2 separate regions of the Gasterosteus aculeatus genome follow, and region 1 is linked to region 2. The links are chromatin contacts, called in public Hi-C maps. All regions are on one chromosome and are shown on one strand. Each heading gives the region's core, a stretch centred on a gene start, on an enhancer-like site or on the middle of the called end of the contact. The rest is flanking DNA. Distances are from core to core; before and after follow the strand shown.

Region 1 (4,085 bases), core at 7-2,506, 49 kb before region 2:
TGAGATTGGCGTCCTCCACAACACTGTTTCATGACTGTCTGCATCCTCGGAGGACGGACTTGTTATTTCCAATCAGCCTCATTGTGAGGTCCGCGCTGCAGTGGATTGAGGGGAAAGAATTACAATAATTATAGTGTTGAATCTGCCGGTGCGTTGAAATGCAAACACAAACGCATCAACAAGGCTGATTGATTTGCATGTGCGAGGATACCGACGCTTGGCCCCCGACGGGGACCTTCCAGAGAACCAACGTCTCCTATGTGGCACAGTAGCTCAGTGGGCCCCTGCTGATGTGAGAGGTCTGTCTTGATTCATGGAGCTCGAGGCTCGTTGCTCTTCAGGTGTTGTGGGGGGGTAATGGTGTGCAAACATTCCATCATGACAACGGTTTTGCACCGTGGCTGATGGTCCAATGCAAACTGACTTTTTAGCCGTTCGGCTTCAACACTCGTAGCGTTTGGTCTCAGGAAGAAATGGTCTGGGAATTTATTTAAGAGTCTTCATATTAATGATTTTTTTTGATCAGGCACATCTTTAATTCCAAGCTAGACCACCAAAATAAAAAAAATGAATAGCTTTCTTTGTTTTGGGTACCTGTGCAAGGTGATTATTACACCTACCACCAATTTTTAATTATCTGCCAGAGCAACTGGTTTATTTGAGTGTATTGTGAGCAGCTGGTGCAGTTTATTTCATATTCATTCACTTTTATTGATAAAAACATATTTCCTGTTATAATATTTCATATTAAGTTGCCCCCCCCCTCCATAAATTAAACCATTTTGTTAAGGATGCCATTAAATGTCCTCTAATATTTTGGTCTGGATTAAACTTTTTTTTGTTTTCTAAATGTTAACATTTGTTTTTGACCAACTGTTTTAATGAACACATTAATCTAACATCAGCAGACACCTTTCCGTAACGCTACAACCCCCCCCCCCCCCCCCCCCCACACACACACACACACACTCACACGCACACGCACACACACACACACTCCCCGTCGTAAATGGGCTCTAATTGGTTGTGTGATGCGACTGGATGAGCTGCAGCTCCACAAAACGCAATCTCCAGCCCATTACTTTTTCCATCATTCCGTCCCCCACAAACCCCCTTCTGCCGAAGTAAGGGGGGGGGGGCTTTTTTTGCGCGCGCGCAGGTGACACTGGGCAGGTGACCGCGCGAGCACGAGGGACCCCCCCCCCCCCCCCCCCCCCCTCACGTGTGTGCGCGCGTCCCAACAAAGGGGGACGGTGAGGGCGAGTGAGAATCAGGAGGATCAGCGGAGGAGTCCAGAGCGCAACGCGGACGCGTCTTCTTCGTCATCGCCGTCTTCTTCTCCTTCTCCTTCTTCATCTTCATCTTCTCTCCTCCCACTTCAGTCCCCGCTGCTCCACTCCATCTCTCTCTCTCTCTCTCTCTCTCCCTCTCCCTCTCCCTCCCTCTCTCTCTCCCCCCTTTCTTAAATTGACATCCGTCTGGCTCGGAACATGACAACAGAGAAGCCGTCCTCCGCTGCGCGCTGCCGGTCTGTCCTCGACCCCGATCACTCGAACCTCGTATAAGCGCGTGGAGGAATCGGGACCGCGCAGTGTCCTGCCAGCGGTTGCTCAGGAGGAATAACAAGAGGGCTCTACACACACACACACCCTCTTTGTATGTGCTCGTAGGTCTTACAAAGTGCTCAAGTTAACATGTATATGCACGCGGCGATACGCGCGAGCTTTGGATTCGTGGGTTTCTGCCTGGTCGCCTTTGTCCAACAGTCGGCGTCAGGAAGTAAAAGCGCTCAAGGTAAGTTTTCACCTCCAAATAACGCCGACGCGTTTCCTCGTGATGGCTGAGAAATGCTCGGGTTGGGAACCGAATGGAGAGGTTGTTTTTTTCTTTCCGGGTGCTTTTTGGAGACGCGGCAGTGATGACACTTGATCAGCTGTCCAAACAAATGGGACTTTATTCTAAGCGTATTAAAACAAGTAATAAGAAGAGTATTTGGCAGCTGAGAGAGTTAAAGTTTTTGGATCGAAGCGTCTGCAATCACTAAATGGCTTCTTTCTTAGTTCCCTGAAATACGACTGTTTGAATGAAGTGTGACTGAGTTACCTGTTGTCAGAAAAAAAAAAAAATATATAATTTCCCTTTGATCTTCAAACAGCATCAGCAGTGTGAAGCGGTCTGTTTCATAGCCAATCCTGCAGGTGATTGTAGTGAGAGCGACCAGGAGGTATTTGTCACGGTCCAGACAAGTATTTGACACCGGCCTGTAACACGCACGCACACGCACGCGCACGCGGAGCGGTCTGTCTGTCAGTCAGTCAGTCAGTCAGTCAGTCCGGGGCCGACCCGCTCAGCTGGCTGCCCTCTTGCTCTGGTGCGAGAAAATGATTCCCACCAGACAAGAGGCAGCCCCCCCCCCCCCCCCCCGGACTTTATTCTCGCACAACGCAAAAGCCGGAGCTGCCAGAAGTATATGCGATAAAAGGCACATGGTGGCACACACACAAAAAGACGTCTCTCAGAGGCAAAAAGGGGAAAAGGGGGGCGGAGAGGGGTGGGGGGGGGGCTGTTTTGCATTCTGGGTGGTCTGCCCCCCCCTTTGTGGGAAAACTCAATATTTACATTTTGCAATTAGAAGTAGTTTTTTTTTTTTTCTCTCACTTTATTTTCCACATCGATTACACACTTGCTTGCGGCGTGAGGGCCGAGGGCCGCTGGTGGCATGCACCTGTTTGTCGGGGGCCAAGCGGAGCGGCGTGGATGGCGCCTCGTCCGGGCTTCTCCTCCGGCTCCCGTTTATCTCCGCCGAGGCGTCTCCCCCCCCCCCCAGTTATTTGTCAGCATGTTTATTGTGTCTAACTTTTGATGTCGGTGGCACCGACTCGTCTTCAAGCTGGGAACAATTTTGGAAAAAACAAAACAAAACTGAAGAGATGAGCAATGACCAGGAAAAAGGAGAAAAAAAAATTGTCATCACAATATTTATTCAATGCAGATGTTGCAGACTAGACTCTTCGTGTCTCATCAGTCCGGCTAATCACGGCCCGGTGTTTCAGGCCCTCAGTCATTGCTCTGGGAAGAAAAGGGAAGCGGAGGAGCAGCGGAATGAGGGAGGGCAGATCTGAGGATGTGGTGGAGAGAATGACAAAGAAGGGAAAAATGAGAGAGAGAGAGAGAGAGAGAGAGGTTTTCTCAGTGAGCGAGCGAGCAGCAACTGGAAGCGGAGCCGTGCACGTCACGGCGAGCCGGCAGCGCTTCGTTAATGCAGCGGCACCAAGGCAACGGTTGGTGTGGGCCTGACATGCTGCCGTGGCTGACTGTGTTGGTGTAACCTCTGCTCCGGGGCCCGGGGGGTGGGTGGTGGTGGGTGGAGGGGGGGGGGGGGGGGGGGGGGGGGTGCTGAGCGCTGTAGGAAGGCCAGAAGGCCGGACGCCCGGGGGCCGGGGCGCACTGTGGGAACCGAGCGGCCCTTGGCGATGCGAGGCCCAAGTGACGGGGAGGCTTCACCTATAGAGATGCAGCCACAGTGTCGGCTATAGGGAGGGAAGAAGAAGCCCCCCCTCCACCCCCCCACCTCCCCCCATCACCCATCACCCACCCCCAACCCTCACTCACCCCTTTCCTTCTTCACCCAATTCTTGCTTTGTTTGCTTTGTCCTCCGCTTTCTTTCCCGTCTTGCGCTTAATGAAGTAGCTGTGCTTTTTTTTTTTTTTTTTCCCTCAGCCCCGCATTGCTATTTATACTTTAAAGAAAAAGAAACCAGTCCCGGTGCACAGCTCTCCTTCTGTCCCCTTGGTTCGCTCTCCCCGGTCCCGTCAGGCCCGCTTGGTGTGACTTGACAGAAAGCTGTATACATGTTGCAGGCCCGTGTGTGTGTGTGTGTGTGTGTGTGGTCATGTGGACCGTTCTTTGAAACTGAATGTGTGGCTGCATAAAATAACCTTTTTTATGGGGGCGGGGGGGGGGGGGTATTTCTACCCACGGCCTTGAACTTGTCTGAAGGTTTGCTGTCCTACGAGCTGCCCGCTGTGGTATTTGTCGAGCTTGTTACTCTCGTCCCCTCACAGACTGGACTTGCCCTTTTTAA
Region 2 (4,370 bases), core at 1,657-4,156:
CAGGCTCAACTCCAGCAGCCAGAGCTGCATAGGTTCGCTGCCCGTTCGGGTTCACACAGTCAAAACACCTCCTGGCCGCAAAGTGTGCTGCCCCCGACCCGCTGTGCTGTGTTTGTCTGTAGAGACTCTGGCCCCGCCAGTGAAGCAGACGGCTTCTTTCAAGATTAAAAACGCCAAATGTCACCTGCACCCGAAGCTGACCGGCAGGACGGAGGACAGAGGACGGACACTTGGACCAGGTGAATCTGTGCTACACGTAAAAAAAATAAAAGCTGACGCAATTATCCCATCAGTTATAAATGCTCCTTTTTTATTAGCAATGACTTGATTTAGTTTTGTTTTTTTTAATTCAACATTCACAGGTTCCGGTTTTGTTGTTTCTTCTTTTTTTTTCTCCGTCAGATACGATTTATAGTTTTGGGCTTTAGACCAAACGATAAAACAAGCAATTTGGGTCCGTCAAGTTTAGAATATGCATCTTTCACAATCATCTGATAGTTTATGAACAAAACAATCAGTCAATTAAAGGAGATAATAATCTGCAGACGAGTGAGAAATACTAAATAAAGTGCCATTTGCAGCCGTAATGATCCTGCCAATGATGTAACTGCTGCCGTTGAGTCATATTTCTCAAGAAATTCTAGATCTTGCCTCTCTGACACAAATGTGTCAGGCATGAATTGTCATTTATTGACGTACGATTGGGGGTTTACTGATTCGGTGTCGTTCGCAGGAGGGGGGCAGCCCTGCAGCAACTGCCTGGTGACATTTGTCAACCTCAAATGTGACTCTTCTAAGAAGACTAAAGGGCGACGTGCTCGCAACCCGTCTAACAAAGAGGTGACGCGTATAACGCTGGAGCTGGAAGCTGAGGTCAAACCTGGAGACACTACAGGTCGGTCATCTTGTTTAAAGCAGTTACTGTCTCTCTATGACGTTTTTATCCTTCAGTCTCCAGCTACAATACAAACAACAATGGACGTATTGGGAAAATAATCCCCATATTAATCCGTACTGAAAATATCCGTTGGAGTTACAGTCCAACCTGATCAGGATCGGCTGCGTTGCTCGTTACGATGACGCTTTTGTTTTATTGGACCTTGAACAGGGAGTTGCAATCTCAGCTGCCTGAGACAGCGCATGGAGAAGCAGGTCAAGACGTACATCAAGGCCCTGAAGAAGTCCATCAACCAGGAGCGCTTCCTGATCCGAGTCGCCGGTCTGGAGTACGAGGTCGCCCAGAAACTCCCCCAGGCAGCTCCGAGCCACGAGAACTGTGGCCCCGGCTGGGAGAGGGACAGCGGGCGATGTGGTAAGACTGGACGAGCCGGACGAGCCGGACGAGCCGTCTCACTGGGACGAGATGCTGTCGTAGCCTGCGATGCCTGTGATATAAATTGTTCCTTTTAGTGTTCTAGTACACACTTTGATTGAAATAAGAAAATGGGAATGGATCTGAGGTGAGTTCTCTCTGACTGATGCCGTTGTGGATGTTTCCTCAGTCAGATGCCTGCCGGGGTCCTACTACCACGGGGAGCAGGAGCGCTGTGTCCAGTGTCCGCCTGGCACCTTCCAGGAGAGGGAGGGGCAGCTGGCCTGTGACCTTTGCCCCGGCAGCGACGGCCACGGCCCCGTCGGGGCCAGAAACATCTCCTCCTGCGCAGGTAGCCCAGTCCTCGTTTGTACAAACGTCTGTTTCTGATTGTTAATACGAGCTCCTGCTTGTTAAAGCGTCCCTGCGTCCTGTGCAAATCCATTCTAGGACAATGTCCAACGGGGTCCTTCTCCAGCGACGGGTTCAAACCGTGCCAGCCGTGTCCCCAGGGCTCCTACCAGCCGGATTTGGGACGGACCCTGTGCTTCCCCTGTGGGGGAGGCCTGGGCACCAAGCGGGAAGGTGCCAGCTTCTTCCATGACTGTGAAGTCAAAGGTCAGCTCGGGCTGTTTTTAGTCAAATAAGGAAAATACACACAAAACAACAAGTACCACAAGTATTAAGCCGCTTCCCTTCCGCCCTGCAGTTCAGTGTTCTCCGGGTCATTACTACAACACCACGGTGCACCGGTGCATCCGCTGCCCGGTGGGGACGTACCAGACAGAGTTTCGGCAGAACTACTGCATTTCCTGCCCCGGGAACACCACCACGGACTTTGATGGCGCCACAAGCGTCTCGCAGTGCAAGAGTGAGTAGGAGCGTGACTTCCTTCCTTCCTTAAACGCGAGCCGGAGCCTGGTTTGATTTGGTCTTTGATGTGTTCCGGGTACGTCCAGACAGGCAGTGCGGGGGCGAGATGGGCGAGTTCATGGGTTACATCGAGTCGCCCAACTACCCCGGTAATTACCCCGCTAACGTGGAGTGCATCTGGAACATCAACCCGCCCAGCAAGCGCAAGATCCTAATCGTGGTGCCGGAGATCTTCCTGCCCTCGGAGGACGAGTGCGGAGACGTGCTGGTGATGAGGAAGAACTGTGAGTGTCTCCCCTTCCGTCCCCCCCCCGTTTCAATAGCGTTCTCGATTGGTCACCACCGTCTCGTATGTGCACCTACAAGGGTCGGCCACGTCCATCACCACCTACGAGACGTGCCAGACGTACGAGCGGCCCATCGCCTTCACGGCGCGATCCCGACGCCTCTGGATTAACTTCAAGTCCAACGAGGCGAACAGCGGCCGAGGCTTTCAGATCCCCTACGTCACTTATGACGGTGCGTGGCCGTCTCGTTCATCACACAGCGCCTCCGTATCACAAAGAAATATGTCAGGAATGCCAGGAGGGAGTTTCTTCAAAAGTTGACTGTAGATACACAGTTTGTTACCGCGACCTTTTAATGGCACCGTGTTCTTTCCATGCTACGTTGTCTTAAAGTGTTTCTCAGAATATCAAGTTGTGATTAAAAGTGATTGTGTCTTGCGTTTGTACAAAATCAGAGGACTATGAACAGCTCGTAGAAGACATCGTGCGAGACGGAAGACTCTATGCCTCAGAAAACCATCAAGAAATCCTCAAGGTCAGCAGATTTACTTCCTGTGTTTGTCGGGCTTCGTTTCTTGTTCCTTCTACAGGTGACTCAGTTAAACAAGAAGCTGCACCTTAAGGCGCGTTGGTGCAAAACAAAGCTGTTGCCAACAAACATTAGCACATGATTTTGTAAAGCAGGCGTGTTATGCGTTTAGCAGCCATTGTGCAACAGCTTCAAATGTTATTCCAGCGATTGTTAAGGAGGAAAGCAAGTTCAGTTGGTAAAGATCAACTTAAGCAAGTGCGTTGCGTTTACACCCGTCTGTTCTTCCCTACAGGATAAAAAACTGATTAAGACTCTTTTCGACGTGCTGGCTCACCCAAACAACTACTTTAAGTACACCACTCGGGAGTCCAACGAGATGCTCCCTCGCTCCTTCATCCGCCTCATAAGCAGCAAAGTGTCCGCTTTCCTGCGACCATACAAGTAAAGCTGAAGCACGGGATTGTGACAGCCCCCCCTCCCCCCTCTCCCCCCTCTCCCCCTTCCCTCCCCCCCTCACCCACAGGCCATCCCGCAACTCTCACAGGACACCAGTCACCCTCTCTAACTTCCCATAGGCTTCGACAGTAAACACTACACGCAGACCTGAGAAACTTTTAGTTTATTTCTCTCGGTTGGGCGCCGGTCTCGCGGGCATCACGAGTGGCTTCGGGTTTCTGTTGTGCAATGAAACCCCCCAAAAAGAAAAGAAAATGGAGACGGCCATTTCAGACGGCGGGAGTGACGTTAAGTGTGACTGTGAGTGTTGTGCATGTGTTGTGTGACCCTGGTTCCACCCTCGGTGTCCTCGAGGAGGAGCGGCGGGTTGGATTCGCGTCGCGTCCGCGTTCCAGGTCGTTGGAGGTCGCGCCATGTTTGAGCTCTTAGAGCCGCTTCGAAAGGTTTTTGCTGTTAAAACAGTCGATGTTTTTGTTTTGCGCCCGTCAGCGTTTTCCGACCTTCAGATGGTGTTCTGATGCTCTTTTGTTTCTACGGCAACACAAATGGGCATAAGTGCACATCTCGGAGATGAATAACAAACTAATAAACGAGAGTGTGACGTCTAGTGGAACATGTCTCAGAGAGAAAGAGAGAAATGTCTTCGAGGGACATTTTGTTTGCTGCTTCTTTTAAAAAGGTCACTTTAATTCTTCAATCTCATATTTTCTTTCTGATGTCGTCTACAGTCTCTAGGTTTAGAACTAAGGAAGCTCCAACGTCTGAAATGCTTAGTTCTTACACACAGAAGGTTGATGTCACATTACCAGTTTGTGTGTTTTTATTTCAATTTTGTAAATAATGAAAATAAACTAGACGAGGGTTTAATTCTTTAATCCTAAATTTCGTACGCAGGACCCCCAAAATTGTT

What was found. Hi-C and Micro-C count contacts between places; a contact is called where the count stands out from the background.
Region 1: a contact with region 2 is called in a Hi-C map of tail fin, with 5 times the contacts expected there. The contact joins the promoter of scube3 here to the enhancer-like site in region 2. A contact is called at or near these places in 4 of 6 Hi-C or Micro-C datasets (skeletal muscle, tail fin and whole body).

The regions. Positions count from the first base shown.
Region 1 is chr2:4,565,811-4,569,895 of fGasAcu3.hap1.1, reverse strand. It overlaps scube3 (signal peptide, CUB domain, EGF-like 3), which reads left to right and starts at 1,256. Exons shown (of 22, transcript XM_040194238.2): 1 at 1,256-1,794. The coding sequence starts at 1,695.
Region 2 is chr2:4,518,022-4,522,391 of fGasAcu3.hap1.1, reverse strand. It overlaps scube3 (signal peptide, CUB domain, EGF-like 3), which reads left to right. Exons shown (of 22, transcript XM_040194238.2): 12 at 1-32; 13 at 123-239; 14 at 734-895; 15 at 1,109-1,312; 16 at 1,503-1,664; 17 at 1,763-1,930; 18 at 2,022-2,183; 19 at 2,272-2,469; 20 at 2,552-2,704; 21 at 2,928-3,007; 22 at 3,297-4,370. The coding sequence ends at 3,449. Among protein-coding and RNA genes, the nearest start is that of LOC120829794, 8.6 kb to the right of the region's middle. Within about 2 kb of position 2,906, at least 3 of the 9 cell types and tissues checked have open chromatin away from gene starts, as enhancers often do.